2 separate regions of the Gossypium arboreum genome follow, and region 2 is linked to region 1. Evidence: chromatin contacts called from public Hi-C data. All regions are on one chromosome and are shown on one strand. The core of a region is the stretch at or near the end of the contact, and the rest is flanking DNA. Distances in the headings are between cores, read along the strand shown. Region 1 holds the start of LOC108484046 (dihydrolipoyllysine-residue succinyltransferase component of 2-oxoglutarate dehydrogenase complex 2, mitochondrial-like). Region 2 holds the start of LOC108486236 (lactoylglutathione lyase GLX1-like).

Region 1 (3,040 bases), core at 242-2,741:
TTCAAGGTAAATTGATTGTTAAACCATCACCAGCTAAACCTGGGATTGAATTTCCCGCATTTTTAGAACGTATTCAAGGTGATATATGTAGGCCCATTCATCCACCATGTGGACCATTCAGATATTTTATGGTATTGATAGATGCATCTAGTAAGTGATCAGATGTGTGTATAAAAAGATAAACTCATCTTAATCAAACAAACCAATGAAGAAGATGAAGAAGAACAGAAAAATGAAGGAACCCCCCGGAAAATAACATCTTTCCCTTATATACTACTCACGCATTTCCTTCACCGATCCTAAACTCAACAGCCAAGTGTACATGTCTATAATCATCATGTCTCCCACTAAAAATATCCCTAGTTTAAACTTAACGAAACCAAGGTTGAAATACAACCTTTTCACAACCAGTCTGTCATTTCTTCTTATTTCTACAAGAACCCTCTCAATTTATAAACTTTTCAAATAAATCCCTAAAATTTACTATTCCAACCTTAATTTAATGTTTCGAGGTATGACAATTAAGGAAGAAGAAGATGAACAGTGACAGGGATAAGCAATAGTAGAAAAAATGATGATGTGGTGTATTAACTCATAAGTTGTTATGGAGTTCTTGGTCGAGTGACTAAAATGTAAAATTTCTCTAACAGTATGACAAAATTTAAAGGATTTATTTGAGTGACCAAAATGAAAAAGGTTGGGTGAACAACTAAGTAGTTTACCCTAATATATAATACATATTTATATGTGTGTGTAATTTATATGGGTAAAAGTACCACAAAACATTTTGTACTATATCATGGATTGCATTTTAGCCCATTTACTAAAAAAAAAGCAAATTAGTCCCATATGTTAGATGGATGAGTAAAATAGTCCTTTCGTTAAAATTTGGTGTGTATATATAATGTATAATAATAAATTTAGCTCTAAACCTTTATACATTTATTCAATTTGACCCTACTATTTTATTGGAAGTAAATTAGTAAAATTTGAAATTAATAAGGTTAAAGGATAAAAAGACCTTAGTAACAAATTTTGACAAATCAATTTGGCCTTTTTAAAATTAAATATTAAAAATCATAAAAAGTTCTAAAATTTTGTTTTAAAAATAACAATATTGACATAATAAAAGGGTATAAAAGAGTAAAAATCAATTTGAATAAATGCCTAAAGTTTAAAGATTAAAATTGTTTAGACACCAAATTTTAAGGATGAAATTGTTGTACTTACTCAGAGTTAATTATTATTTTTCAGTAAAGAATAATAACTTTTACCGATTTATATGAATTGTTTTACTTGCTCAGAGTTAATTATTATTTTTCCAGTAAAGAATAATAACTTTTACCCATTTGGTTATGATATTAACCGGGATTGATTGAGTATGTACAATTCTTATTTAGATATATGTGGGAAGACAATGTAATATGGTCTCCCAGTCCCATGTTCATGTTCTACTTGTAGTATTATATCTGAATATCTAACTCGTTTCAGGACCAATGATTCATCATTATTGTCTTTCCATTAAAGAAATGAATTTCCAACCTCCAGTGATGGCCATTTTTTATTGCACAGAAAAAAGAAAAAGACAGCCATTTGGAGTGCTTTATCAAAAAAGGAAAACAACTTATTAATCATTGATCCATGGGGGAAAGTTAACAAAATCTCAAGTTAAAAATGGAAATATCAGTTGGATTAACAATGGAATAAAGTGGCCTTAAAATGATACTTCTTAAACCGGTACCGCTCTCTTTCGGTCTGGGTATCGTCCCTCTCTTCAGTCTTTACTTTTCGAGAAGCTTTGACCCAAACCCTTTTCCTTTCTCCTACATTCTTAAACACAGGTTTTATACTTTGGGTCACTTTCCCTTTTTATTGTTCTTTTTTGTACACAGTAAATCCACCATTTGATTGCTATTTGTGATTTTGTTTTTTGTTGTTTAGGGGTTATAATAAAAGAAGGAAGCTATGTGGGCTGTTTCAAGGCGAAGAGTTTCTTCTTCTTCAGTTAGTTTTAATTACTTTCTTTCTCTCTTTATTCAACTACTAATATTCTCTGAGATTTTCTATTTTTATATCTATTCGGTACTTATATTTTTATTAAAATTTTGTGTGTGTTTTAATGGTGGTTTCAGGTTTTAGGCCAATCATTTCGAAATGCTCGACCTTCACGTTGTTACAGTTCTTCCTCAAATGAGGTCAAGCTTCAATTCAAACATTGTTGATTTGTATGATTTGTTTCACATTACCATGCTTGAATCTGCTATCGAATCATTTCTATTTATGGCTTCTTCTTTATTTAGTATTTGTTTATGCTTTTATAGGCCTATGCAAAGACTTTAGTTTCTAGAAAAGGGACATCACAAGTTGCAGGGATTGTGGGTTCTCTAGGTAATTGGAAATTAAACAACATCCATCCTTTTCCTTGTAAAAGGAAAAACCGAAAATGCATCCATGCTCCTTTCATTTATATGGGTTCATGTGTTTACAGGGTTTCCAGTTGGCTCAAGGCCTCTAAGGTTTGTTTGTCATAGCTTCTTTCTCTATTTGTCACTCGGTTTTGTATGTTGAAACAATTTCCATTTTTGTTTATGATAGTTTAAGTTGAAGTTTGCTTCCTCTCCATAGATTTTAAACTGACTGGAAAGAAGTTTCCCTATGAAATATTAGAAGTAAACACACGCATGGATGAAGTAACATAAACCCTGATTATCTCCTACCATATCAAATTTTGTCCTTTTCTTTCAAGTCTTACCATATTTTTCCTCCAAAATTTTCTGTAATTTACAGGGACGTTATTTCATTTGTTCAAAGATATCCTCCAATATTTGTCCACACTAGGTCATTTTCTGCCGATAGTGGTAACGTATTCTCGTAATTCCTTCATGATTTTCTTTTTCTTCTTTTCAAATATCAGTTTATGTTCTGATCTTAAACTCAAATGCCCTTTCTTGGCTATGAAGGTGAACTTGTTGATGCTGTTGTTCCTTTCATGGGGGAATCCATCACTGATGGAACTCTAGCAAGTTTTTTGAAGCGTATG
Region 2 (3,040 bases), core at 177-2,676, 150 kb after region 1:
CAAATGTTTCATGAGAGAATAAAGCACATTGATGTTCGGTATCTTTTTTGCGTAATATTATTGCTCGTGGTGATATTGTTGTGAGCAAAGTTAGTACTCATGATAATCCTACAAATATGATGACTAAGTCACTTCCTATAACCAAGTTTGAGATTGCTTGGACTTGGTTAGTGTTCATTGTTGAAGAATACCTTTAAAGGGTTTTGTGAAAGATGTGGAGAACTTGTTCATTGAGAGTTTGTGGTGAAGAAATTGTTCGTTGAGAATTCATGTCAATATGGAGATTGTTAGAGTTGTACAACCCAAATTCTAAGAGATTACTTGCAAGTCAAGTTAAATAAAATATATTTTCTTTCTAGAAGATCTAGTATTTATTAGCATAATATATTTAGCATTTATTAGCATAATATATTTGACATTGATTAGAATTAGGTTTTTTTCAACCTCTAAATAGATGTAGTCGAAACTCACCTTGTATCATTCGAATTCAACACTTGTTAAAGAAATAAAATGTAGTAGCAAAATAAGGGGATCTGTGTATGGACCATGATGCAAAAGTAGAATTCGTATAGAATTCGTATAGAACTACACTTCTTCTATTTGACATTGATTAGAATATGATTTTTTAACCTTTAAATAGACGTAGTCGAAACTCTTGTTGTATATGTTTTTTAACCTTTAAATAGACGTAGTCAAAACTCTTGTTGTATCATTCTCTTTTAAAATTAGTGAATTTCTTCTCATTTGGCTGTGATTTTTTCCCGATAGAGTTTCCACATAAAATCTGTATGTTCTTATTTTTATGATCATTCTATTACCATTATTGACATTAGTTTTAACAAGAAAAATTATTATTAAAAAGATCAATTTACTTAAAATTATTATTAAAAGATCAATTTACTTTTTAATTTAATAAATAATGATTAATTTTTAATTTTTAAGTAAACTAGACAAAATCAAATCTAATTTTTAATATAATAATCTTCGTGATTTGCTTTCGTCTCTCTTTAGTTTATTTTGCAATCCATCAATTTGTAATAAGATATTATATTAAAAGAACAAGCAATTATTTTTATTTTATCAAAGTAATTGATGATTTAAAAAATGAATTTTTTATTTTTTAATGTATATATTAGAATGAACCCAATAATTAATTTTCACTCTTATGAAAACTCATTAAAAATTAAATATTAGCAAAAAATTCTGAAGCTGCTCAATACTAAAAAAATTGAGAATACTAATTTTTTTTATTCAATAGGTGGTAATGATTTGGATATCGCCACGTTTCCATATTAATATCCGTTAGTGATTTAGACTTCCGTATTAACTCCCAAAATTGTCTACAACAACAGTTGGCGTTTTTAACAAGAAGAAAAGCACATATCTGATTGGTTGGCTGAAACTACTTAAGAGACGTGTTTGTCGGTTATATCACCACTTTGTAACTGTCTTGTTACATTAGTGAAATAAAAATTAAAAAGTTTATAAATTTGTCCCAATGTTGACACTGCGTTATACAGGGCGCTTCACTCCCACTCACTCCCACTCTCACTCTATTTTTCTCTAGTAATTGCTGGTAAGTTCTTCGATCCAAATTAGGGTTTCTTTAATTTTGGTTAGGGTTTAGTTTTTTTTTTTGGTTTTGATCTATATTTGTAATAAGTTTTAGCTTTGATCTTTACTTTAAAATTGAAAAATGAAATGAAAATGATATTTTTATTATGTAATTTCTATTCATTTGGTTGACTTTGCGAATGATTACACAGCAATCGGATTTGTTGAAAGATGGCTGAGGGTTTAGCTGCAGTTCCCAGCACTGAGTTGTTGGAATGGCCGAAGAAAGATAAGCGTCGGTTCCTTCACGCCGTGTACCGTGTTGGCGATCTTGATCGTACCATCAAGTAACATTTGCTTTTTTTATTTCTAGTACTATTGATGTTCTTAAATTTTCACTTTCTTTTTTAAGTTTTAATGCTACAAATTTGTATCTAGGTTCTACACTGAGTGTTTTGGGATGAAATTGTTGAGGAAAAGAGATATTCCTGAAGAGAAATACTCCAATGCCTTTCTTGGGTTTGGCCCAGAGGAGTCTCATTTCGTTGTTGAGTTAACTTACAGTACGTTTATGTTTTCCTTGTATTTTTATAGCGAAATATTAACTGCAAATGGCTTTTGTTATATCTGTAATGCTTGGAGCTGGCAAATTTTTCTTTTTGTCAAACAGTTAAAATATCGATTCCTTTTATTCAATATATGTTATAGATATCTGCTACATCTATTGTGGCATACTTCGCTACTGTTAATCTAAAGTGTAAACTTCTTTGATCTCTGAGTTAAAAGCTTTTATTCTTCTCTACAGATTATGGAGTATCATCGTATGATATTGGAACTGGTTTTGGGCATTTTGCAATTGCAACACCTGATGTAAGTTTCAAACATTTGGATACTCAAACAAAAGATTCATTGAGAATGCTGATATATATATATATATATATCCATTTTTGTATTTTAGGTCTACAAAATGGTTGAGGACATCCGTGCAAAGGGTGGCAATATTACAAGAGAGCCTGGTCCAGTTAAAGGTGGATCCTCTGTTATTGCTTTCGTGAAGGATCCTGATGGTTATATTTTTGAGCTCATCCAAAGAGCTTCTACTCCTGAGCCACTCTGTCAAGTAATGCTTCGTGTTGGGGATTTAGACCGCTCTGTTAAGTTCTATGAAAAGGTAGTGCAAAGTAAAATAACCTTTTTCTTGACTTTTGTTTCTCTAACTAATCTTATTGTTCAATTTGACCGCAAATTCATTGTGCCTAGACTTTGAGTGCATGAATCACTTAGATGAAAATTTTATTTATTGGAGAATAGTCAATTAGTCATAAGCAGTCTTTGGATCTAATTGATTACTGGTGGTTAATGCTTCAAACTTTTTTTTTTTCTTTTTTCTTTTGAGTTGGTAATGGCCTTGCTTTTATACATCTATTTCTTTGCAGGCGTTGGGAATGAAGCTAGTAAAGAAGGTGGATAGGCCTGAATATAAGGT

Evidence for each region. A called contact is a pair of places that touch in the nucleus more often than the background predicts.
Region 2: a Hi-C map of leaf shows a contact between it and region 1, with 3 times the contacts expected there. The contact joins the promoter of LOC108486236 here to the promoter of LOC108484046 in region 1. A contact is called at or near these places in 2 of 5 Hi-C or Micro-C datasets (both in leaf).

The regions. Positions count from the first base shown.
Region 1 is chr6:13,161,369-13,164,408 of ASM2569848v2, forward strand. It overlaps LOC108484046 (dihydrolipoyllysine-residue succinyltransferase component of 2-oxoglutarate dehydrogenase complex 2, mitochondrial-like), which reads left to right and starts at 1,492. Exons shown (of 15, transcript XM_017787663.2): 1 at 1,492-1,841; 2 at 1,942-2,004; 3 at 2,133-2,195; 4 at 2,322-2,388; 5 at 2,489-2,516; 6 at 2,788-2,858; 7 at 2,961-3,035. The coding sequence starts at 1,966.
Region 2 is chr6:13,315,207-13,318,246 of ASM2569848v2, forward strand. It overlaps LOC108486236 (lactoylglutathione lyase GLX1-like), which reads left to right and starts at 1,427. Exons shown (of 9, transcript XM_017790174.2): 1 at 1,427-1,576; 2 at 1,767-1,901; 3 at 1,993-2,117; 4 at 2,360-2,424; 5 at 2,513-2,725; 6 at 2,991-3,038. The coding sequence starts at 1,786.